2 separate regions of the Anas platyrhynchos genome follow, and region 1 is linked to region 2. The links are chromatin contacts, called in public Hi-C maps. All regions are on one chromosome and are shown on one strand. The core of a region is the stretch at or near the end of the contact, and the rest is flanking DNA. Distances in the headings are between cores, read along the strand shown. Region 1 overlaps ADCY9 (adenylate cyclase 9). Region 2 overlaps SRL (sarcalumenin).

The links. Hi-C and Micro-C count contacts between places; a contact is called where the count stands out from the background.
Region 1: a contact with region 2 is called in a Hi-C map of skeletal muscle, with 6 times the contacts expected there. The contact joins two enhancer-like sites. A contact is called at or near these places in 3 of 8 Hi-C or Micro-C datasets (skeletal muscle and subcutaneous adipose tissue).

Annotation. Positions count from the first base shown.
Region 1 is chr15:8,604,712-8,609,713 of IASCAAS_PekinDuck_T2T, forward strand. It overlaps ADCY9 (adenylate cyclase 9), which reads left to right. Exons shown (of 9, transcript XM_038186691.2): 6 at 3,436-3,595. Among named protein-coding and RNA genes, the nearest start is that of CREBBP, 44 kb to the right of the region's middle. Within about 2 kb of position 1,785, at least 1 of the 8 cell types and tissues checked has an H3K27ac peak or open chromatin away from gene starts, as enhancers often do.
Region 2 is chr15:8,517,962-8,523,007 of IASCAAS_PekinDuck_T2T, forward strand. All of the region lies in intron 3 of SRL (sarcalumenin), which reads left to right. Among named protein-coding and RNA genes, the nearest start is that of SRL, 14 kb to the left of the region's middle. Within about 2 kb of position 3,795, at least 2 of the 8 cell types and tissues checked have an H3K27ac peak or open chromatin away from gene starts, as enhancers often do.

The DNA of each region.
Region 1 (5,002 bases), core at 535-3,034, 85 kb after region 2:
AACTGAAGTTGTTAGAGCAGAAGTCCTTATGGAGCAAGGCTTGCAGGAGAAGGATGTTTTGATTTCTCTGAAGTGTCTGATAATAAATTATTGGAGTATCTATAGATGAGGATCCCACTGTTATCACAAGTGCCACTCTAGAATTAATTGTTTAAAGCTGCATGCAAAAAGTGGTGCTTAATTTGTCAGCATGTGGAGTATGTCATCTCCAGTTCTGTAAATGTAGTGCAAAGAATGTCCTTCTGCCCACTTGAAATATGACTACTTTGACTTTCATGAGTTCAGTTGGAGTGTAAGAGGTCTTAAAGTTCTGGTATTTTATAAAAAAATATCTTGGGAAATGTCACTGAGCATACGACAGTGTGTGAAGTTTCACTTGGGATTCTTAGGGGTGCTTCTGCAGGAATACAGGTAAAAGAGATCTGCCCACTATTTTAGGTGTGAATACAAGTTTTTTTGTTGACTAGAAGCTTTTTGCATCCAGTTCTTGTTCTCAATTAAAACTTGTTATAAATAAGATGTTTAAAACATGCATTGCTTTCAATAACACCCTTCAGTGAAGATCTCTCAGTGAGGAGATGAATCCAGTGTAGTGGATATTTCAATCCTGTTCTAAAGAGTGAGAGGTGGGAGCACCTGGTAAGTTGATTCATCACTTTAGAAGTACCTTAATAGAGAGGAAAAAAATCTTCCGGGTGAAGAAAAAAAGCAAACAGAGTCAAAGCAGTAGAATGGAAACCTGCTGTACTCTGATGAAATAAAACTGCACTTTGCCCACTACTTTACCTTCTCAGGGCTTGCCAAAGTGATATCCAAAGTCTGTCTGCTGTTGAAACCTGGTAGCCGACCGATTGGATCTTCTTAAATTCCTCATAGCCAAGAACAAAAATTGCTTGGTGCAACTAGAGCTTAATGAACTGGTTTTGTTAACAACCTGACTTACATAGAGTATTGATGCAAGGGCAAACTGCATTCTGTTTTGCCTTTATTTATTTCTAACATCTGTGACTTTGGTATTTAATATCCCACCAATTCACTGCTGTGCCAAAAGCTTTTGATTTGAAATATGGGAATTGATTTTAAACTGCCAGTAAATACAGAAATGACGGTAATGTTCTCCATTAGCCATTAATCATTTATGCCAAAGTTACTAATTTGAACTGCAGCTTGTGTAAACATCTTAGATGCTTCAGCATTTAAGCCCTGTTGAGCTACCCAGTGACACTGCATTATTTACCGGTAGTGCCCTGTGGCCATTAAATGTCTGCAGCTCTCCTGCTGCCGGGATTTAATGCAGCGCTCGCTTCCTCTGATGGGAGAGCTGTGCTGCGTTCACAGGCTTCATCTGTTTTGTGAAAGATGGGGTTTCGCTTGTTTTAATTCCAGAGCACAGAGCATTGCAATTGATTCTGGACTGAAAAAAAAAAAAATAAAAATCAATGCAAGAAGGTAAACATTACCACTGAGAAATGTGGAGTTGTCCTGGAATTTGTGCTTGCTTTTTCAAACATGCAGCTGCCTAAATAAAGAAGTGTCCTCATCCCAGGATTAACAGATCAGGTTTGCTGATGGATTTGTTGCTATAGTTCCCACAAGAATTTATCCTGGCATGAGGCTTGGCAAAAACCAAGCTTTTCTGCTCCGTGCAGTGCCCGCGTGGGTTGGGGTGCGAGACACCAGTGGTGCTGGGTGCCTGTCCCCAGGGCTGGGATCTGCACCCACAGCGGGGTCCAGGCGTTGGCGTGGGCAGGGGGTGCCCAGCTCCACATGGGAGTGATGGGTGCTGCCCACGGTGCTCTGCCAGAGCCAGAGCTGTTTCCTTCTCACCGTTTAGCCATGTAAATGCTGATCCCAGTTCGTATGATTTAGCAGGATCGACTTTATTTTTAGAGGCATGAACTTGGGTGGCATTTTCAGAAGGACTCGATACTGGAGCAGCTTGGCTGCCGCTGGAGCCGGGACACATTCTGCCATGGATGGCAGAGGCTGTCAGGACGGTATATAACACTTTAGAAAAAATAGTAATTACTCTACAGGGCTTTCGAATTTATTTTGCTTTCTATGCAGTTGCATTTCCGTGCTTTGTTGCAAATTCTCTTTTATGATGTAATATAGCTGTGCTTTTTGGCTTACATGGGACTCCATTCACTAGGCACTGAGAAATCTGTGAGCACCCTCTCGTGGGGTGCTGCTGTATTACAGCGTTTTCCATCCTATTGCCCTAATTTTCTCTTTTTTTTTTTCTTTGCACTTAAGTATAATTCCAATATTTTAATGTATTAAATGAGAAAATAAGTCTATTGAATAATGCTAGGGGTTGCAAAATTCATGAAGCCTAGAGCTGAGAATTAAAGTAACGCTCATGAGCAAGTCATATTTAAAAGGCGTGCAATTAGTGTCCAAGTCACGCAGAAAACTTTACCCATTTTTTATCAGGTTTTTATCCAACATTATACCTTGTATTTTAGTCAAAAGCATTAGAGAAAAATCCTCTGTGTTTATTTATTTATTTATTTTTGTTTTAAAAAAAAATCCAGGTAGTATGCAATAGTTTGTGACTTTGGAATATGTGAATTCCACATTTAGCATATATTGTATTTAAACATTCTTGTCAGCTGTGAGCATCTCTGTCCAAAAACCATTTGGGCTCCCTGGTCATCCACTGTGGCACCAGCAGAATTACCCGTGCCACAAACTCACAGGGCGCTGCTCACGCCTGCCCCGTGGTCTCACAGCAGGCTCTGTGGTTCTGCCATTTCTCTTTAAAGTAAGTTCATCTCACAAAAGCAGGAATGCTTTGGTAAAGCAATAAAAGCCCAGACCTGCTCTGGTAAATACACACATCCACAATGGAGAGCCTTTGAATGAAGGCAACTATTGCATTGCCTTTTTATGCCTCCATAAAAATAATTAAAACCTTGAAAAGCGGTTGCAGTTTTTGGAGAGTGATGAATGTTTCTGAGCTTTGAGAAGCAAATGTTGCTGATAATCTATTTCTGTAGATAAAAAACAGTTTGTTAAGCAAGCTTTCACCTTTGCTCACTCGTTTTAATGATGAGAAGCGCTCAGGTGTAAGAAGAGTCTCCACTGAGCTGCCCTCGGGAGCTCTCCCCACCTCTTTAAGGCTAAGTATTTATGACTGTAAGTCTCTCATACGCTTACCTTCCAAGTGAAAAGTGTTTTCCAGTTTGTTTCTCAAACCCCTGCATCCCCCCTCCCTCCCATCCCACCTCGTGCTGTAGCAAATGAGCCATCATCTTTCAGCACGCCTGGATCATTCCTTGAACTTACCAGCAGGTGGTATGGCACGTGGCAAGCTGCGACTGGTGCTGCAGTCCCAGTGAAGAATTTTAAGTTATTTTATTACAGGTAATTAAGCTGTATGGAGTGATGTGCTGAAATTAACCCATAGGTCTGTGGTTCCGTTTGTTCCAGGATGGCATTCTTCCTGGAGGAGGTGATGACTTGCACGAAGCGTCTCCTGGAGGTGATATCTGGCTGGCTGCCTCGACATTTTTTCGGTGCAATCCTAGTTTCTCTCCCAGCTCTTGCAGTTTTTTCGCACTTCACCTCTGATTTTGAAACAAATATACATGTAAGTTGTAGAACTCCGTTTCATAGTCTGACGTTTTGGATCTAACTTAGCTTGTTGCTTGCCTGCCTTCTTCCTTCACATCCCTCATGCTTTACAGATGTTTGATACAGATCCGTTAGAGAAAAACAGGGCTTTTGTGTATGATGGAATACATAGTTTGTTACATAAATACAGTGACTTGCTGGAAAACTGTCATAGAGAAGAGGAGAGAGATAGTTATAAATACCTGTGTGCATACATACTTTTTTTTTTTTCCCTTAGAACAAATACTTCTGCTGGTATTTACTCTGACTAATGCAAGTAGAGTATCTTATTTTGTTTTTTAATTTGGAGTTTGTAGTCTGAAATGTTTTGTGAACCTAAGAAGTTTGCATGCATATTAGTAAATCTAAGAGCAAGACCAGTATTAGCAGTGGGTTGCTTGTTTTTTTTCTCTGCCAGGCTAGATGGAAAAACTGAAAGGAAAGAGTTGTTGGGACATAAAAATGATTACCCTGAGGGGCTGCAGGGATGGGTAAAGAACACAGGATGTGCCTTCTCAAAAGGAACTGAAAGAAACTGGCTTTTTTGGCCCAGCCAGAGACAGGTTCACAGAAGATTTGGTGCCTTCTTTAATAAAAACATTCAGAAGCAGGGAGCAAGGAGCAAAATATGGAGGAAAGAAAATAACTGTTTAATTTAAAGGTGATGCATCGCATAAAATCAGTGCTTATAATTTTTATGAATAAAACAGATGAGAAACAGATGAAAGCTTGTTTCTCTTAGGTAGCACAGTGTATGAGCCTTCCTTTCCAGGATCTTCAGGGAATTCATTTACAAATCGCTTGCTATTGCAGGGCCCTGCTTATAGGTAACAACCAGATCCTCTTCCTTCTTCCTACCATGAATTACAGATGCAGTTTGGTACTGTGTGTCGGGAAGTGTTTGTTCTGTGGGAACATATGGACCAGGCATTTTGATTTAAATCTATTCCGTGGTTTTCATAGTCACAAAGGACTGGATTTGAGGATCTCACAACCCATGTTTAAAATCTTTCTGTAGCTTTTACCTTTGTGAATATAACCAAAGTTAACTATTTTAAAGCTGTACAATTTTTTTAGTTCAATGATGCCCTTCTTCCCTCATGACCACTAGCAAACTAATTGTAGGAATGTTTTCTTTACGCTGAAGGGACCTGAAAACCTTCAAATCTCTCAAATTTCTTTGTGCATTGATTTTATATCATCCCATTCATCACCATCCATGATCATCTCTCCAAACATGTAAAAGTAACGTTGGAAGACCCATTTTTGTTAGTGTATTCTCTATACCTCATCATACCAGGTTATTGGTCTAAGTGCTTCAAGCAGCAGCAGTGAGGCGGTGGTGTTCATCACCAAGCTGAGAATGATCTTGGCTTTCTTTCCT
Region 2 (5,046 bases), core at 2,545-5,044:
CCGTGGCCATGGGCATTGGCTTGGGCTGAGCCCCAGCAGTGTACGAGGCCCTCCAGAAGAGAAAAGTGCAGCTCTGGCCCCAAGATGCTCACACACCTGGAGGCTCCTGTGACCCTTATGACATGAACCATCCCATTTTCCAAGCACAGAGGGCTCCAGACCCGGGTTAAGCCGTGTCCCAAGCTGGGACCAGGTCCCCCCGTTCTTTGGCTGCATGCTCACGTCAGCCTCCTGCCAGAGTCCCTCCTAGCCCTGGGGTTTTGCTTCCTCCCCCAGACATCCTCAGGGCTTTGGCCTCACACCCTGGAGCCATGCCTGCCCCACCGGAGCCAGACGACCCCGCACACCACCCTGATTTTCCTCTGCAGATATTCATGGGTCCCCTGCTGTTATAGGCAAACCCACAGGACACATCCACCTAGAGCAGAACTCCTGCTTTACAGGGGCCCCCACTGCAGCCCAAATTCCACTCCTAGTGCCAGACTTCTGACATTTGGCAGGCAGGCTTCCTCACCCCCAGCCCGGCCAGCTCCTCTCCAGCTTGGAGCCAGTGGGGAGCATGTGGGGGACCCACGGGACAGCAGGACGGGGTAGGGACAGGGCTGTGGAGCCCTCATCACCAGCCCAGGTCCCGTCCCCACACCTCACAGCACACCCTGGGCATCGGCCACCACCCACCGGGGTCCTGGGGTGGGCGGTTGGAGGTCTCAAACGACCAGAGGCACATGCAGCTGCCCCGCAGCCCGCTCTGTGCCGCTGCCTTCGCGCTGCCTTGGCCTGCCTCAATGTGCCTGGGGGCCATGAGCTGCTTGCTGTGCTGGGGGGAGTCAGGGGGGATCACAGCAACAAGCATCCGCTCTCAGCTCACCCCGGGGCACTGCGTTTTGGAGACCACTTGGGGTCGCAGGGCAGATGGTGGACTCTCAGCTTCTTTCCTTATAGGATGCAGCCCCAGTGCACAGCCCGGGGCCTAGCTCAGGACACCCGGGTCTGCTCCTCAGCTGTCCCACACCCAAGCAGCACCTCCCTGCTCCCTGCTGGGGAGTCTCAGCTGCCCGGCACAGGACAAAGCCAGGCACAGCCCCACTGGGCTGCGAGAAGCCCGGGCCATCCTCCCACGGAGCTGTCTCGCCTTCCACCAAACTCCTCAAGTACCTCTGGAAACCCCAACCCTACCATTCACAGTCACATTCTAAAAGCCTAAAGCACAGCACTTTGCCTTTTATACCTGCTGTCATGGTTTTCCCCAACCCTTCATTAGCGGTGCAATTAGAGCAACCTGCAGATTAATGAGGGGAGTGGCTAAGGGAGCCCCTTTGGCTTTGTAGGGTGGGCGAGGGCACAGTGGGGCTGAGGGAGCCTTCTCATCTGCTTCCACCATGCAGTGGGGTGAGCCCCTGTCCTGCCTGTGCCCACAAGGGGTTCCTGGCACCGGGGTGCCCCTGTGAGCAGGAGATGCCCCAAACCTCCCCCCGTGGTGAGTCCCCACAGCCGGAGAGGCTGGAGGGCGCAGAGCTGGCTGGGGGGGGAGCGGGACAGCTGGGCGAGCAGCGGGGCAGCAGTGTCATGGAATATGCATGACCTTTGAAGGTGTAAGCCAATATAGAGGGGTGCCACGGCAGGCACCCTCGCCCCTCCATTACGCGGCAGCCCTCCCTCCATTTTGTCCACCTTCCCCGGGCTCTTTTTTGGCCTCCGCTTTGGAGCCGTGGCTGCACCAGCCCCAGCGTGGGTCCGAGCCGAGTGGGGCCTCCCCACCACGCACAGCGGTGCCCTGGGGAGCTGCGACCGGCGCCGTGAGCCTGGCTGAGGCTCGGAATTGCAGCCCCGAGTTCACCCAGCTCCCTGCTCACAGCATGGCCAAGCCCGACAGGGGACGTCTCCATCCCATGCTCAGCATGGGATGGGTCCCCCGTGCACTTGGGTCCCTCGCTCGGGGAGCCTCGCAGCCTGGCGATGGGAAGCTTGCTGCCAGGCCATGGTGCATGCTGCTGATGCTAATTACTGTGTATGTGCCAATTAGCCTGCCTGCTTAGGGGATGGCCTGATGATTGCCTTCACCAGGCAGTCCAGGGAGGCACGCAGATAACCGTGGGGTGGTCAGGGCACGTGTCTGGGTTGCTTGCTGTCCTCGTGTGGCTCCGTTTGCTTGGTGATGCTGCCAGGGAAGGCAGGGACAGGAGGATTGGGGCGCAGGGCATCCCCGGCAAGGCAGCTCTGCCTGGGTTTGGATTCTCATGCTGGTAGCTGCGGGTCTCGTTGCTGACAGACTGTAACTCCTTCTTTCCTGCTGGAAACGTGGCCGTCCTCTGGCTTTGTCCTGCCTCCGAGAAGGCCAGGGCCGGTGTTCAGCTCCCTCTTCGGCCCGGGCCAGACCCAGGCAGCCGCATCCCTTCTTCGACTCACGGTACCTTTTCTCTCTCCCCGTGTCCCCTGCTAACAGCTTACCCCGGACGCACCCTGGGCTCCTCCGCCACAGGTTGGTATTGCTGCCTGCCCCCTGCATGCTGCCGACGCTGCCTGAGCTCCTCACTGGCCTCTGGCTTTCCTCTTCACCCACCCCAGCAGAGCCACGGCTCGGCTGCTCCCGCGCCCCACGGCACCCAGCAGCACAGCGCTGCCCCGGCACTGCCTGCCCCGCAGCCGTCCTCGCCTCTGCCAGGCTTCCAAACCTTTTTCCCTCGTGGGTTCAGTCTCAGGAGGGTGCGAGGTCCTCTAGTGATGGCTCAAGGGCTTTTCGTGGTGGGCCCACAGGTCCGTCTCCCACCCACGGGAGCGGAGCAGAGCCCACACTGCGGGGGTGATCTCTTTTCACCCTTTTACGTGCAGAAACTTCCCCAAATGCCTCCCCTTGATCCCCCCCGGCTGCAGTTTAAGCCGATGACCCAGCAGCAGCTGTCCTACTAACACAGCCTGGCCCCTGCGCGGCGGCCTCAGCCCTCTCGGGAGCTGGAGCTGGCTCCTGTCCCGTGTCATGCCCTGGGGGAGCTGCCAGGGCCCCTGGGAGCACCAGCCTGGAGAAGCAGGGGCTGGGAGGGAGGCCAAGAAGCACTGGTGATCCCACTGCCCTTCCCCTGGGTCCCTGCTGTGGCACAAGGCACACAAAGGACGGGGAATCCCATCTTTTCGTGTCCTACGCCACGGCCCCTGCCAAAGTGGGCTCCTCCGTACCCGGCCCCGAAGTGGCAGAGCCCCAGTGGTGCCCGAGGGCCTCTGGCTCCCTGTCATGCCAGCGTGCAGGCAGTGGAGAGCGTTGCAGATATATTTAGCGTGTCAGATAGCTGTGTTATCTGCGTCTCTGGCTGCACAGCCACACGGGTGTGCGTGCTTGCTGCTTGCGTGGGTGTGCGCACACGGGGCGAGCGCACGGAGCACCACACAGGGCGAGCATCCACGTGCAGCTTTCCCCCCGGCTGCGGGCACACGCGTCCTGCAGACAGACAGGGGGCTTCGCAGGGGGCTGGCCTGGTGTTTGAACCCCCCTGGTTTGAGGGCAGAGTGGGATGTTTGGGCCAGTCCGAGCCAGGAGAGGAGGGAGGCTCTGTCCACGTCCTCTGCCTTGCTGCGTGTCCTCGGGATGGATCTGCACCGCGGGGTCGCCCTCACCCCACAGGGCTGAGCCAGCACCCGGCACTTCTGCAGGGTTTGAGGAAGGAGAAGACCCAACCCAGAGCTCGTCCTGGCCCCAGAGCAGTGGGGCTCCCACCTGAGGGCAGCCTGGCTTTGGGAGCAACATGGAAAAACCACCCACAAAGCCACTACTGTAGGAAAAAATCCCTCCATGAGCGAGAGAAGCAGTTCTGTGTCCTCCCCTGCAGGCAGCAACCCTTCCAGGAGCAACAATGCTCCAGGGCATGGACTAAGGCAGAGCGAGACAGGACGAGAAGAGCACAGCCTCTGCGGGGGAGATGTGGCCTGCCTGCCCTGACTGCCAGGTGCTTTGCAGCGTCTCGGCATGCTCTGTGCTCCAGGAACCCTTAGAGAAGCAGCTGCTGTGATTTAAGCAGAGCCACAAACGAAATGCAAAGAGCTGCAGGGTCTGAGGGTCCCCCCACTCACATGCAGGGCGAGATCATGCACCGACCGGTGTGAGGCCACCCTGCAGACACCAGCAGGACGAGCTGGGATGCACTGGGACGAGCTGGGATGAGCACCAAGCGTGGCGTGAGCCAGGCTGGGCTGGGAGCGAGCAGCCACAGGGTGGCTGGAGAGAGCCGTGGTGGCGGAGCCGCCGTCATCCCGTGCTGGTGCTGGCAGGGACGGAGCCTCTTTTCCCCTGGCAGCAGCACCAAGGTGACGCAAACCCGTGCTGGAGGGACGCAGCGGGGGGCACCCAGCAGGGCAGAAGGCCTGGCCAGGCACCCAGCGGGGTGGGAGCACGCTCTGCTTCCCCAGCCCCACGCCGTGGGCAGCGGCAAGGAGGGCTCACGTCCTCCAGGGCCCAGGAGCTTTCCAAAGCAAGGGAGGGGATGGTTTTGGAGAGCTGCTGGTGACCTGCAGAGGGGCTGCCCATCTCGGCACGGCCACGTGCGGCCCCGGTGTGCAGGGAGGGTGCTGAGCCACGCACCTCGCACCCCGAGGAGCCCCCCCGGCACGTGCAGCGGAGCCGGGGCTCGCTGGCTCCTGCCCTCACCCAGCCACACCTGGCCGGGAACCTGTTATGAAAGAGCACGCGGGGACCCGCCTTCAAACCTCTGGCACAACATCACAGGGGATAATAACAATAATCATCCGAAACCCAATTAAAGCCGGCGAGCGAACAGAGCGGCAGCGATACAGTGGTACGGAGGAATGATTAGTAATGAAAGCCCGAGGTTTCGACACTTGTTTTTGTCCCGCATGGGAACAGAAAGGCAGATCCCAAATATTTTGGGGAGATGGGAGTGGGAAGGCTGCGTCTTCCCTGGCGGAGGAGACGGAGGGGGTTTGGTCTGACTGCCCCCGGGTGACGGCCACCCCACTGCCAGACCCTGCCTGCCTGGTGCTGCCTCACACCTCGGGGGCAGGAGCAGGGCTCGGGGCAGCCCCGCTGTGGGTGCCCTGTCC